5 separate regions of the Sus scrofa genome follow, and regions 1, 2, 4 and 5 are each linked to region 3. A link is a contact called in public HiChIP or PLAC-seq data. All regions are on one chromosome and are shown on one strand. Each heading gives the region's core, a stretch centred on a gene start, on an enhancer-like site or on the middle of the called end of the contact. The rest is flanking DNA. Distances are from core to core; before and after follow the strand shown.

Evidence for each region. HiChIP or PLAC-seq counts read pairs in DNA pulled down with a chosen protein or histone mark.
Region 1: a contact with region 3 is called in an H3K27ac HiChIP or PLAC-seq map of skeletal muscle, with 4 times the contacts expected there. The contact joins the enhancer-like site here to the promoter of SLC38A2 in region 3. A contact is called at or near these places in 1 of 5 promoter capture datasets (fetal liver), 5 of 47 Hi-C or Micro-C datasets (embryonic fibroblasts, epiblast stem cells, retroperitoneal adipose tissue and 1 more) and 1 of 2 datasets of contacts at active chromatin or transcription factors (skeletal muscle).
Region 2: a contact with region 3 is called in an H3K27ac HiChIP or PLAC-seq map of skeletal muscle. The contact joins the promoter of SLC38A4 here to the promoter of SLC38A2 in region 3. A contact is called at or near these places in 3 of 5 promoter capture datasets (fetal liver, fetal skeletal muscle and liver), 1 of 47 Hi-C or Micro-C datasets (skeletal muscle) and 1 of 2 datasets of contacts at active chromatin or transcription factors (skeletal muscle).
Region 4: a contact with region 3 is called in an H3K27ac HiChIP or PLAC-seq map of alveolar macrophages. The contact joins the promoter of ARID2 here to the promoter of SLC38A2 in region 3. A contact is called at or near these places in 2 of 5 promoter capture datasets (fetal liver and liver), 3 of 47 Hi-C or Micro-C datasets (heart right ventricle, omental adipose tissue and skeletal muscle) and 1 of 2 datasets of contacts at active chromatin or transcription factors (alveolar macrophages).
Region 5: a contact with region 3 is called in an H3K27ac HiChIP or PLAC-seq map of skeletal muscle, with 10 times the contacts expected there. The contact joins the enhancer-like site here to the promoter of SLC38A2 in region 3. A contact is called at or near these places in 4 of 5 promoter capture datasets (fetal liver, fetal skeletal muscle and liver), 11 of 47 Hi-C or Micro-C datasets (adipocytes, brain, embryonic fibroblasts and 6 more) and 1 of 2 datasets of contacts at active chromatin or transcription factors (skeletal muscle).

What each region holds. Positions count from the first base shown.
Region 1 is chr5:77,416,333-77,419,032 of Sscrofa11.1, forward strand. SLC38A4 (sodium-coupled neutral amino acid transporter 4) reads right to left here. Exons shown (of 16, transcript XM_013997965.2): 14 at 466-610. LOC106510390 (a long non-coding RNA gene) reads left to right here. Exons shown (of 13, transcript XR_002344176.1): 12 at 143-237. Among named protein-coding and RNA genes, the nearest start is that of SLC38A4, 72 kb to the right of the region's middle. Within about 2 kb of position 1,434, at least 12 of the 83 cell types and tissues checked have an H3K27ac peak or open chromatin away from gene starts, as enhancers often do. A contact at or near this core is called in skeletal muscle, where this site is marked.
Region 2 is chr5:77,488,246-77,490,945 of Sscrofa11.1, forward strand. It overlaps SLC38A4 (sodium-coupled neutral amino acid transporter 4), which reads right to left and starts at 1,297. Exons shown (of 16, transcript XM_013997965.2): 1 at 960-1,297. LOC106510389 reads left to right here. Exons shown (of 2, transcript XM_021092584.1): 2 at 113-613. The coding sequence ends at 590.
Region 3 is chr5:77,124,805-77,127,504 of Sscrofa11.1, forward strand. SLC38A2 (solute carrier family 38 member 2) reads right to left here and starts at 1,339. Exons shown (of 15, transcript NM_001317081.1): 1 at 1,224-1,339; 2 at 840-921; 3 at 576-691. The coding sequence starts at 1,339.
Region 4 is chr5:76,635,973-76,638,672 of Sscrofa11.1, forward strand. It overlaps ARID2 (AT-rich interactive domain-containing protein 2), which reads left to right and starts at 1,413. Exons shown (of 22, transcript XM_021092987.1): 1 at 1,413-1,849; 2 at 1,964-2,057. The coding sequence starts at 1,758.
Region 5 is chr5:77,547,967-77,550,666 of Sscrofa11.1, forward strand. No RefSeq gene overlaps it. Among named protein-coding and RNA genes, the nearest start is that of SLC38A4, 60 kb to the left of the region's middle. Within about 2 kb of position 1,420, at least 14 of the 83 cell types and tissues checked have an H3K27ac peak or open chromatin away from gene starts, as enhancers often do. A contact at or near this core is called in skeletal muscle, where this site is marked.

The DNA.
Region 1 (2,700 bases), core at 184-2,683, 290 kb after region 3:
GATCTTTTATCCTACTGTTACCTGGCCAGGGATCAAACTGACACCTCTGTAGGGACCAAAGACACTGCAGTCATATTCTTAACCCACGGCACCACAGCGGGAACTCCCCTCCCTCTCTTTTTTTTTTTTTTTTTTTTTGCAGATCCTGGGTCTAGTCCAAGCTTTATGACTTGGCTTCTACGGGGCTCAAGTTGTTTTGTCTGTCAGAAGAGGCAGCTAGACTAGACAACCTATAAGGTAGGCTTTAGCACTAACTTTTCTGATCCTAAGAATAACTTCCAGTGTCACCTGGCGAGGTGCGGGGTGGGGGCTGGGGAGGTGACCAGCTGGAGCCCAGCTGGGCTACTAGGAATTCTGTGAGCCTGAGAGGGACTGAGATTTTGACCTCCCATCACTGGCTCCCTGTCCTCTGTTTACGGAGGTATCCACTTGAGTTGACCAAGTAAAAGCTTGTCTGACACTTACCTATGAATCCAAAGATGTATTTTATAGTTGGCACAAGGATCACCAAAACATTATTAAGTGCAATAACTATGGCTGCAATTAGGAAATGTCTTATCCAGCTGAAGGGTCTTTTGGGAAATAACAGAGTGGTCACTGATGTACGAATCTGCAACAAGAAGGTTCAAAAGTAAGGTCACTGCTTTGTTTTTACTTTATTTACTATTTTAAATATTCTCATCACTCTAAAGCATGTTCTTTGTTCTTCGTTTCTCTCCCAGAAGGGATCATGAAGCTGGTTTTTATGCTGGAATTTTAAAATTGTAGTAAAGTACAAATAACATAAAATGTACCATCGTAACCATTTTTAATGTCGAGTTCAGTGGCACTAAGTACATTCACATTGCTGTGCAAGTTCGCTGCTAATGTGTGATGTCTGGAAAGGTGTCATTTTTCCTTGGTGTTCTATCTTCTGTTCACTTTCTCAGCCTTCAGAATTTTTTCTTAAAAAGAATCTCAGTCAGAAAGAGGTAAAAGAACAGATAAGATCTATAATACAGAGGCACGGTAAAACCCTTGTTGATTTCTAATCATGTCTTATCAGCCTGGATTAAGTATTAAAGGCAAGCACTGAATTTACCTGCATGTGACTGTCAACAGAATTTTTAGGAACCTAGGTATTTCTTAACTTTACATTTGATTTAACATTTTTGCCTCCTAATATTTTAAAAAATATGATACTTTTTATGTTTCCTCCTTTCTCTTTTTCCTCCCTCCCAAGTATAGATTATAAATGCCAAAAGAACAAGATCTTAACATTCCTCAGAGTTTCTACTGTAGTGTCTTGCACACAGCAGGCACTAATAAATGTTGAATTAAACTGAATAGAATGAATCTCTTCCCTCCCTTTATAATCCTTGACCGATCTGAGCCCTGTTTCAGCCACTGAAATAAGTAGGTGAAGGGTCAGGAGAGGCTCCAATTGCAGCAGCCGCTCAAGTTACCCTGACGTAACTGGATAAAAAGATCCTTGTGGGTAGAGGGAGGGAGTGCGGATTATGTTTGAACAGTTTGACAAAGTTGGAAATATTCTTATCTTTGGAATCTTTTAGAAAACATTTTTTGACTTAGTGGAGTTAGTTCATTGGCTTTCCAGTAAGGGAGCACTTCAGTGAAGCTAGGCCTTCCCATTTATAAAAAGGTTGGGATTGATATTCTCTTTAAAATTTTGCTTCTGCAGTCTCTTACCTGTGCAGAGAAGGGAATTCATTTAAAAGACAGAAAATGTAAAATATATTTTGAAGCTCACGTATGAATGACAAAAACTTTGAGCTGAATTGCTTGCAGTGTCTAATGCGACATTCTTTTCATTCCGGTCCACCCCAAATTAAACCATATGTTTAGGTTTAACAGGCAATTTCATTTCAGAATGACAAAGCCAGATAGTTTCTGGAAACAGTTAAAGAGTGAGTTTGTAACGGATTTTGAAAATTGGATGAGTGAAAATTGTAAAACTCACCCTGTAAAGTAGACTGAGGAAAATGAATGGTTTGATTTTGTTTTCCCCAGCAGCTTATAAATTCTCCATTATGTCCTACGATTAGTGCTTATGCAATATGGTCCAAACTTAGCAAGCTTAAAATAAGCTTTCTATGATATATGTGTAGTGCTTAGGTTATGTTTGTTTGAAAGTGATACATTTTTAGCATGAACAAGTAGAATACAGGTTATTCTCAGCAGAGGTCACATGTATGTGCTTTTTAGTCCTTTGTAGAAATAAGCTCTCGGAGTTCCCGTTGTGGCGCAGTGGTTAACGAATCCGACTAGGAACCATGAGGTTGCGGGTTTGGTCCCTGCCCTTGTTCAGTGGGTTAATGATCCGGCATTGCCATGAGCTGTGGTGTAGGTTGCAGACGCGGCTCGGATCCCGCGTTGCTGTGGCTCTGGCGTAGGCCGGTGGCTACAGCTCCGATTCAACCCCTAGCCTGGAAACCTCCATATGCCGTGGGAGCGGCCCAAGAAATAGCTAAAAAAAGACAAAAAAAAAAAAAAAAGAAATAAGCTCTCTAATTCAGAAAGCTGAGTTAGAGGCAAATCTATGTGCACTGAGCCTTTGAGTGGAAATAAATGCAGTTTCTTAAGGTCTCGTGGCTCTAGAAAGACTGAGATTTGGCTTAATGATGTAATAGTATAGAAAGTTTACAGGGATAATGGTTGAAGTACATGGTGAAAGCCTGCTCTTCAAACTTGAATAAAGAA
Region 2 (2,700 bases), core at 47-2,546, 360 kb after region 3:
CTTCTTCCCTTCTCTCTGGGCTTCTTCCTTATTCCCCGACGTCCTCTCTCCGTTTGCTCGGCTCCACTCTTCTTTCCACCGCATTTCTGCGCCGACTCTTCCTTCTTTCCAGGGCGCCCCAGGCTTCTCAGTTCGACGGCGCGGGATGCCTCGCTCAGCACCGCGGGCTCAGTCTTCAAACCTGCTCACCGCCCACCGCCAAGGCCCCTGGGACCCAGCTTGCTCTCGCCTTTTTTCCTGCCCTGAAGAAGCCTCCCCAAACTTGCAGGTCTCCTGGGTGGCCCAGCTGTCAGCGACGATGGATCTATTTTAAGTGCTGCACCCACTGTCCCCGCTCTGAGGACACGGGCATGGGTCCCGCTACTAGGATAACACCTTCGGGGCACGAACCCGAGCTGACGCGGAGCCAGATCCCGCAGCCGGGACTCGGGCTTCCTCCGTCGGGCAGGCGGCCGGGCTACCGCGGTGGGAGGCTGTCTCAGGGCAAGCATCTCGAAATTCAAGAGCCCAGGGAATCCCGGGCCCGGGAGCGGGGGTGTCCCACACGGCAGCCACCCCCTGCCCTCCCCACCCCTGCACCCCCGGAATAGGCAGCCTTGGCATGGCCACCACTCCTGGCAAAGGGAGGCACAGGAACCCTCCCAGCCTGTGTCCTCACCGCACCCACCCCAACACACCCCGGTGTGCCCTGGTTTACTTAATTCTGTCATTCCAGTCGTTAGCCTGCAATAACCCGCCCAAAGTGGGATCCTTTGGGAAATGACAGTAAGGATTGGGGACCATCAACAAGACATGAAGAGCCACGGCGCCTGACCTAAGCCCCAGACTGTTTAATGAACGGCTGCACACACGTGTGCGTGTCCCCATGCGCACACACTCATCACCGGTAGGATCCAGCCACAAGTTTGCACAGTGACAAGTCTCTAAGTCTAACGGAAAATAGAAACAGCTTCACTCACCCGCCTTTTTCTTCCCTCTCCCGATTGGGATCCGGGGGAAAAGGATGGATTGAGAGACCCTTCTTTCTTTTCGCCTTCTAAAGAGTGGAAATTTCCATCATGTGATAGGGGGCAGCATCCCCAGTGTCGCATTTCCTATGGACCCTCCCTTCCAGCCCAGCCACCAATCATCAGGCGGCAACCTGAGATGTAAACAAAAGCATCCTCCCAGGTGGGGCTGCCTTGTCCAGCTGTCCCCCAAGAGTGAAGCCTGGGACCTGCCAGCCCTTGAGCCCACTTTCCTGGGTTCACGGTGTGAGCTGGGCTTTTTTTGCGAGGATTTTTTTGGGGATGATTAATTTTCTTCATTAGTCAAGGTTGCATTAATTGGATCTGTCTTATGTACAGAAATACACGTCGATCCTCATTTTGAAGTCTGGAAAAGAGCTTTGTTTTTCTCTCAATGGATGGCTCTAAACGTCCTCCAGGTTTGGGGATGTCAAACCTGAACTTGATATAAAGGGGGGAAAAAACAGCTGGGGAAGGGGTACCAAAAACGCCCTGTCATTCATAGTATAAATCACTTTATGCAAGAGCAGAGAAGAGACTAGCTTGCCAGCACTTAACCATCAGTAGGGGTCTTTAGTGGTAATTTTTTTTCCTAGGATTCCACGGTAAGAAATCTTCAGCATATACGGATTTAATAAACTGCACCATAATTTCATTTCTGCTTATCCAAGGCACTACCTATCACTCTAAAGAAAAATACCTATCACTCCTGTGGAGGCTCAGTGGTTAAAGAACCCAACTAGCATCCATGAGGATGCGGGTTCGATCCCTGGCCTCACTCAGTGGGTTAAGAATCCTTGTTCAGTAGGTTAAGGATTTGCATTGACACGAGCTGTGGTGTAGGTCACAGACTCAGCTCAGATTCCGCACTGCTGGGGCTCTGGTCTAGGCTGGTAGCTACAGCTCCAATTGGACCCCTAGCCTGGGAACCTCCATATGCTTCAGGTGTGGCCCTAAAAAGACAAAAACTAACAAACAAACAAACACCAAAAAAACAAACGAAAAAACCCACACCATTTTCTGAAGTTAATCGAAATTCCTGTTTCAAAGAAGGCCCAAGTAATATGTTCACAATGCCATGTTTATTCTATATTTGTCATTCTTTAAGGAACACTTTATTTTATTTCGGCTTATTCAGAATGGTCAGTCTCAGCATTTGTTCAGAACTTGAATACCTAGAACCCTCTCATTTTATGGTTCCCACTAACAAGTACACCAGCAGATCTTAGCACTTTAAGAAACAAGACAACAATAACAACAAGAAATCCATCTGGGTAATGCAGTGGTATTATAGTCAGAAATATTTAAAACTCTCCATTAATACATATTGCACAAACATTAAATTGTACTAAAACTATCCAACAATGCAAATTCAATAGAAGGATGATGCCATAAATACCCTCACTGAAACTACCATTTTGTTAGTGGTGGGTTTTCTTTCTTTTTTTCTTTTTTTGGCTCTAAATGTATGGACGTACCTGGGCCAGATATCAAACCTGAACTGCAGCAATGATCAGAGCCGCTGCAGTGACAACACAGATCCTTAACCTACTGAACCACAGGAGAACTCCTGGAGTTACCATTTTGAAACCTAAAAACAACTCATTAATGATTTAAATAGGATGTATAAGAAATATCTGTTTTGAAAGCTGATTATCCTTCACCTAATCAGATATGGTATACCTCTTTAGAC
Region 3 (2,700 bases), core at 89-2,588:
TATGTATTAAAAAAAAAAAAATCACATATGGGTTGCTTTTCTGTGTCCAGAAGATTATGACTCACTTGTCTCAAAACAAACATGTTCCAGGTTAGGCAAATACCACCACACCCTATATATTTAAAAAAAAAAACTAGTTGTGTTCCTTATGTACATAAGGGGCCACAGGTCCTTGGGATGACTGTCAATTTACCAACTGACTTGGAGATACCATGTTTTTTAATACCTCTTGCTTCAGATTTTGCCAGAACAAAAATTCTAACTACCCAGGACTTATCAACAATTCTTTTTTAATAGCCAATCACTTTTCAATTTTAACTATTCCCACTGACTTAAACACTTTCAGTTTAATTATCAGTTTTGGATGTTGTCCTAATTTTTCCTCTCTAATTGGCTTTTTTAGTATCATGCAGCTAAATAGTAGAATAAAGAGATTTTTCTGAATTCTCATATTTTAAATTTCAAGCAAATGACTTTTAACTACTTCAACTGTAAATTCAGTCTCTGGAGCCAAAATATACGTTGTATCATATTAACTGCCCTGCATGGCAGACTCTCTACTTACACATACTTACATAAAAAGAGCAATTCCAGTATTAGCCATGGCATAAGAAAGCCCAAGGATTCCACTGCCCACAATCGCATTGCTCAGATTAAATACTGACATTCCAAAGGAAGTAGTACCTGGATGCTACATAGAGGGAAACGATAACCAAACATATAACAATAATTAAAAGGAGAAAAACCAGCTTTGGGCAAGTTAGATTTGAAATCTAAAAGTAAAACTATTCTTTTAGTCCATAAAGCCACAGAGATACAAAATATTGTTTTTAACTTACAAAGTCTGTTTCATACTTCTTCTTCCCCAAATTCGATTCAAGTAAAAAGTTCTGGTTTTCAGGATCTACATCTGCATAATGGCTGCAAAAAAAGAGAAAAAAATCCTAAATTGGGCTGAAAGATACAAAGGAATGCTTTAACACAAAAGCCCCCATCCCATTTAGCTGTCACACATCTTTATTTAAATGCACATTAACTAGGAGTCTTTTAACTGGAAGACTTTTACAGGATATCATGTCATTGCAATAAACCCCATCATCTCAAAAATTGCACAGTCTCTCCAAACGCTACAGTAAATTAAAGCAACAGAAGCAGAGTCCCAGGTAAAGAACCTTCAGTGTATATACAAGTCGTTTTTTAAAAAAGCACACAACTTCTCCCACCTTTTCAGAGCAGCTTGCTTGGTGGGGTAGGAGTAGTTGAAGTCGCTGTTGGAACTGTAGCTGCTGCTGTCCTCATCCGGAGAAATATTGAACCTTCCCATTTCGGTTTTCTTCATGCTGTGGAGCGACAGGAATCGGGAGCAGCAAGTAACGCCGGGTGCCTTTTGTCCTTGGCGATGCACGGGCCCGGGCGGCTGCCTGTGAAGGTAGAGGCGGCGCGTCAGGACTGCAGCGCCCGCCCGCCCTGGTCACGTGACGCCGCCGGGCGGCGCAGCGCGGCTGATTCATCCCTGGCCAGGCGAGTGGAAAAGTACCAGCCGAGCGCGAGGGGCGGGGGCGCGCGCGGAGGGGCGGAAAAGTACAGACCGCGGAGCCGCGGAGAACAAAGATGGTCCCACTGCAGCGCTGCGGCCTCGGAGGCCCGCGCCCTCTGAACCCCGCGGCCTCTCGCCACTGGAATTTAGAGTTTCGCCCTCTCCATTCTCTCCACTTTCACGGGAAGGAGTCTCTTGCTTTTCTCGAAGCCTCCTTGGTCATGCACATGCACGCAGGGCACACATCCCACCCAAACATTGGCTGGATGTGCAAGCAGCCCAGAGCCCAAGCGCAAAGCTCCCCGTGTCTGGCATTTGCAACAGCAATGCCGCGTCGTCCGTCCTTTCACTCCCGGAGCCCCCAGAAGGGGAAATGCCTCTGCGGCACACAGACTCAAAGCGGGCGAAAAGGGCTGACACGAGTGCTCCTCTCCCGAGAAGGGGAGGACGTCCGTTCGCGGGCTCGCAGAAGCGCCTAAGGTTTGTTTACACGCGCACGCCCGTGCCTTCGAGCACACCCGTCCACAGGCATTCGGCCCGCGAGCGCTTCGCCCGGTTGGCCCCTCCTATGCCCGGAAAGGAAACTGATGCAATATCGATCGCCGATTGTCAAACGTTCCCGGCTGCTCTTCCCCAGTCCTGGCCCCCAAGCTATACTAAAAACCCGAACCCTCCTCCGCCGCCCCCGAATTCCGGGACCCTTGGCTGTAATTGTTTTCATTAATTCAAATCAGTCAGAAGACTTGTCGCAGCGGAGCCGCGGGCCCAGCTGGCTCCCCTCCCCCTAACGGGAGGATGCGGTTCCGCTCCGGGCGGGCACGCGGCCCCTGCGTCGCGCCCCTCCCCCGCCCGGAGGAGGGCGGTGACCCTCGTGCGGGCCGGGGTCGAAGACTGGCCAGCAGACCGAAAACACCCTCCGCTGAAGCAAACCACCCGCAGCTGCTTTCCCGCCGCGGCCCCTCCCGGACGCCCCTCCCCCGCTCCGCCGGGGGCCCGCGCCCTTTGCACAGACGCCCCCGCGCGCTTTACCTCAGAGGTCTCGGCTCCTGTATCCCGGAAACAACACGCAAAGGCCTTCGGTGAGTTTTTCTCAGTCAAACAAAAATTGTAAAAAAACAAAAACAAAAACAAAACCCCAACAACAGACAGGAAAAGAATTTTAA
Region 4 (2,700 bases), core at 163-2,662, 490 kb before region 3:
ATAGGCTTCACACGTCGTGGAGCTTAATTAACATTTGTAGCAAAGGGCTGACTCCAGCTGCTGGTAGATGCAAACTTGTAGTATTTGTTGAGGTGTTGAGTCTCCCATCTAAGCAGCCTTTTTTTTTTTTTTTTTTTTTTTTTGAGCTTCAAAGAAAAAATATTTGGAACTAAGGTCGCATGTGAGACATTTCAGAGAAAGCAAAAATTAAAGGTTTTAGTCAATAGTGGTTTAAAGCGCACTATCTTTAAGATACCTTAATATAAAAACAAATGTTAATTATTATCGTCAAAGTTCAAAAGATTGCTTCCCAACCAGTTTAATTACTGTTTGCATAACTCAGCACAGAATAATCTAGTTTGAGACGTGAAGCCAAAGGGAAGATGAATTAAGAGCATGACTCTATTTCTACAGAACTAGGACAGTTCACATTGTATTTCATTTACAGTTCGCTAAAGTTAGTTTGTGGATAATTCATGGAAAATGTGCTAACCAGGCCCCCAAATACCAGCACAAGGCTCAGAAAAGCCGATTCTCTTAGACCTTAAAAAAAAAAAAAAAAAAAAAAAAAAGATTGACAGATTGACTTTATTCTGATCAGTGAAAAGATGCGGAGCGTGAGGAGCTGCCCCTCTGGGCTTCCTTTCGCTCCCGAGCGCCACACAGGTTCTGTCGGGCGGGCGGGGACTCCAATGGGCCCTTCCAACAGCCGGGCCGGGGACGCGAACATCGCCTCCACCCCTAACCCTGGAACAACCGGTAGTGGCCGTTTCCCCGCGCCTCCCCCCTTTCCGCCGGCTTTGTGTGCGTGTGAAATGTGCGGCACATTGCAGATGAACCCTAAGCCCGGCGAGCCGAGTCTATTGTTCCCCGCGAGGAGCAGCCGGGGCGGTGTGGAGCCAGGCGCAGTGCCGCGGCCGGCCCTCGGGGGTCGCTGTGCGGCGCTGGCTGCCCGGCTGTGGCGGCGCTGGAGCCGGCAGAGAGGGAGGCTGGCGGGGAGGGAAGCAGGCGGGTGGCGCGCAGCGGCTCGGCTGCCGCCGGTGCCTTCTGCCCGGGGACGCCCCGGCCGCGAGGCCGCGCGTGAATGTGTGCGAGGGCCCAGCGGAGCTGCGGCCGGAATACACGCTGTCACCCCGCTTTCCACAAACCACCACACAGACCTCCCCCTCCCCACCCCCAGCCCCGCCTGCCCCAGCCCCGCCGCCGCCGCCGCCGTCGCCGCCGCCGCGGCTGCCGAAACTCCCGGGCCTCCGGCCGCCCCGGCCCCTCACCGTCAGCTCGCCTTTCCCCTGGCCTGTTCGCGCGTCCCCGGCAGCAGCACCATGTTGAATCGCGTCCCCGGGCCGAGCCGCCTGGGCCGGCGGCGCTGAGAGGCGGGCGAGAGCCGGGCCGCGGGGAGGGAGGGAAGGAAGGGGTGGGGGCCGCGCTCGCCCCGCGGCTTCGCGCGGATCCGGCAGTCGCCTGCCCCTCTAGTTTCGCTCCGATTTCTTTAAACTTTTTTAGAAATTCCCCTCCCTCCTTCCCTCCTCTCCCCCTGGCCTCCTGCTCCCTCCTTCCCCTCCTCCTCCTCCTCCTCCCCCTCCCTCCCTCCCTCCCTGCGCCGCCGCCGCCGCCGCCGCCGCCACCGCCGGCCCATGACTGAGCCCCGCCGCCGCCGGCCGAGGAATGGGCTCCGGGCTCTGGTAGGAAGCGCAGGGAGCGGGGGGCGCTTTTAAAACACCGATCTGGGTTTTTTAAAAACCTCCTTTGAAAAAATAATGGCAAACTCGACGGGGAAGGCGCCTCCGGACGAGCGGAGAAAGGGACTCGCTTTCCTGGACGAGCTGCGGCAGTTCCACCACAGCAGAGGGTGAGAGCAGAACCGGGGGGGCAGCGCCGGGGCGAGCCGGGGCGAACAGGGCTCTCCCGCCCGGGCCGGCGCGGGGTCCCGGCTGACAAGTGCGGGGCTTTCTCTCTCCCGCAGGTCGCCTTTTAAAAAAATCCCTGCGGTGGGTGGGAAGGAGCTGGATCTTCACGGTCTCTACACCAGAGTCACTACTTTAGGCGGATTCGCGAAGGTGAGTGGAAGTTTTAATTTGTATTTCCCTCTCGCTGGCCTCCTCCAAAAAGTCTCCTTTGACCCCGGAGTGGGCGCTCGGGGCTGGGGGGGTGGCCCGCGGGGGCCAGAGGCGTTCTTTTCGCTCCCAGCCGGTGGCACGGAGGCGGACGGCGGCGGGGCTGTTTTTGGCCTGGTGGCTCGCGTGCGCGCGGCGGGCGCGGGGCTCGGCGGGCGGGCGGCCCGGCGCCGGCTCGCGCCCTGCCCGGTGCCCGGCCGGCCCGGCGGGGTCTGAGCGCCGCAGCGGGGAGTGCGGGCGTGCGGGGCGCCCGCCCGAGCCCCGCGCCCGCCCCGCGCCCGCGCCCGCCCGCCCGCTCGCTCGCGAGTCAGCTCTGCCGCCGCTGCCGCTCTAGCACAGGCGGAGACACAGAGACACACAGACTCTGAGAGCAGTTTTCGTGCAACTCAAAATTAGCGCGGGCAGGTTTAACATCGATAATCGGCTGCGAAATGATCCCGGCAGCCGGGGGCACAGCCTCGGCCCCGTCGCCCTCGGTTTATACAGCTAACAAAAGAAACCAGGACCTGTCTCCAAATAGCCATCTTAGGCTTCAAGGCTAGGCAGAAGCTGTAGGCCTCAAAGAAGGGCCTATGGAGATGGATAG
Region 5 (2,700 bases), core at 170-2,669, 420 kb after region 3:
TTTCTGTGTACCTAAAACCTCTCTAGAAAATGAAGTCTATTATAAATATAATAATTAAAGCCAACTCTGTCAGACCCTAAGATAGAAATTTTATATAGTAAAATACCAATTCTCTCTTTTTAATTCCAAGCCTTATCTTTTCTTTTCTTCAGGAAAGTCGTAACAAATGGATGTGTCTGGGACTTTGGTGAGGAAGAAAAGCCACCTGAAACGAAGCAAGGTTTTCCCTTTGCCTTGCACGTGTCTCCATGAATGTGGGCAAAATCCTCCAACCTCTTCCTTCCCAAGTAGACATCTTTTTTTTTTTAAGGTAAGCATCTAATTATCTATTTCCCAAGTAGACATTTTTTTTTTTTTTAAGGCAAGCATCTAATTATCTATTTCCCATCCTTACGATGTTGCCATTGAAGCAACAGGCCGAGTTCTGCTGCCAAAGCAGACGCTGAACTAAATGAGCCAGGTTAGTGCTGCCATCTACTGGGAGCACTTGAGAGTGAATTGCTTTACCTCAAGGCACCTTCTGTCATGAGACGGGTGCCCAGTAGCAAGAGGGGCCTTTACAAGAGGGAGTCGGGCAGCACCCACAGCTCCGTTATCCTGAAACCAGGAGCTAGGGAATCCCTCAGCACGTCCTGAGACAACCATGTTGAAGAGTCTGGGACAGAATAGAAATGAGTGTCAAGTATTTCTAATGCCCACCCAGGAATCTCCCTCAGGCTCTGGCGTCTTAAACCAGCCTCCCCCTTTGTTTTCTTGTAAATGCCTCTGTTCCTGGCTTTCCAAAGAAAAGGTACCTATGGCTACTGCGTTTCAGAGCTATGTTTAGGGGAGGGGGAGAGGAAGGAAATCTAGAAAGCTTCCTGACCTTGGTCTTTCTCTGGGCCCGGGCTTGCTCGGCTCAGGGGGCTGGCTGGCTACCTTTGGCTCGCTGCCTTTATCTTCCTCTGGAAATAGGTTCCACCCCAGCCTGGGAAAGAGCCACTTACTGAATTATGTCACCAGGCCTATTTTAAAAGGTGTGCCTCACACGCCATCCCCTCACAGTTGCTGATGTGTCTCATGAAGAGATTTTATCCCGACTGGGGAGAAGAGACCCAGAATGTACAGCCTTCCAGAAGAGACGCGTGCTCACCCTCGCTGAGTGCAAAGGACAACAGTGGTGTGCTGTGATTATTGTTATGCGGGGACTTCTGTAAAACTAGCGAATGGCTGCATCCACCTCCGAGGCCTGGTCGTGATTGCTGCCAACCCACGGGAAGGTCGCCCAGGCCTGTGAGGATGGACACGAGCGCTTGAGCGCTGCTGATAAAGATCGTTGATCCCCCTGAACGTGACTGATGGTTCTCAGGGGCCTCTGGCCTTGCTCCTGCATTCTTCTTCCTTATCTGGTAGGTACACACTCGGAGCTACAGGCTTGTCCTAAGGCCTGAGGAGGGCTCAGTGCGCCCCCACGTGGAGAACACAGAGAAATCACCTCCATCTTTGCCCTCGGCCATTTGTTTTCAAGGCAATTCAAAGAAGTTAATTTAACTGTCGCACTTTTTTGTTGTTGTTTTTCTATTTTACTCTAAGTTATTTGAGTATTTAAAATGGGATTCATTCTTAAACAAGGATCTACTGTATAGCACAAGGAACTATATTCAATATCTTGTAACAACATATAATAGAAAATAATCTGAAAATATATAGATATATGTACATATAGATACATATCTGTCTATCTATCACCTATCTGTCTATCATGGAATCACCTTGCTGTATTCCTGAAACTCACATAACATTGTAATTTAACTACACTTCAATTTTTAAAAATGGGATTCATTTTAGGAGAGGCCAACATTCCTTTGTGTTCTTTTAGTAAAACTGTAAAAACCCTCTGCTTTTATTCATACAGATAGGATCAAACCACTCTTGTACAGCTGCTCTTATTCAGTTGGCATTGTTTTGGATCCTGCAATGTGCAAAACCATTTGTAGAAATCTGTTTCTTGGGAAACCATTGTTGGTTCATTAAAAGAAGAAACCTTGACAAAATGTGGTAGAGGAGGTGGGCCTGGTGAGCTGATCAGCTCTTTTCCCTCCCAAGCTGCGGTTCCACGTGGTGATCAATGCAGTACAGCAGTGAGAAGCAGGGACCCAGCCTCACAGAGCCCGTGTCCAGAGCCCTAGCAGTCACTCACTGCATAAGTTTATGGATGATGACATCACACTGTATCTATAAAATAAGGTAACAAGTAAAAAATACTTAATGTTGTTTCTGGTACTTTACAAGTTCTCAGTTCATATAAGCTATCTTAATAAAGATAAGCTACATAAGCTATGGAATGCAACAAGTTACTGGTCATATCCCATTTTACTAGGAAAGAAACATCCCAAATCATTGGCCTTCCTTTCCCATCAAGGTGTTGCAAATTAACAACTGCTAGGTTTAGAAAATATTTGATTGACTGAGAATCTCTTTATTTAGAGGTGGTTGGTGTGCCTCTAATTTTCTCTAGGAAGGATATTTTTAGCATTACTTTGTTCCAGCAAAAAACAAAAACAAAACAAAACAATAATTTGGGGGTGTTCCTTGGCGGCCTCGTAATTAGAATTCAGCACTTACACCACTGCAGCCATGGTTCAATCCCTGGTCTAGGAACTGAGATTCCGTATGAAGCCACAACACACTGTGGCAAAAACGTAAAATACAAAGTAATTT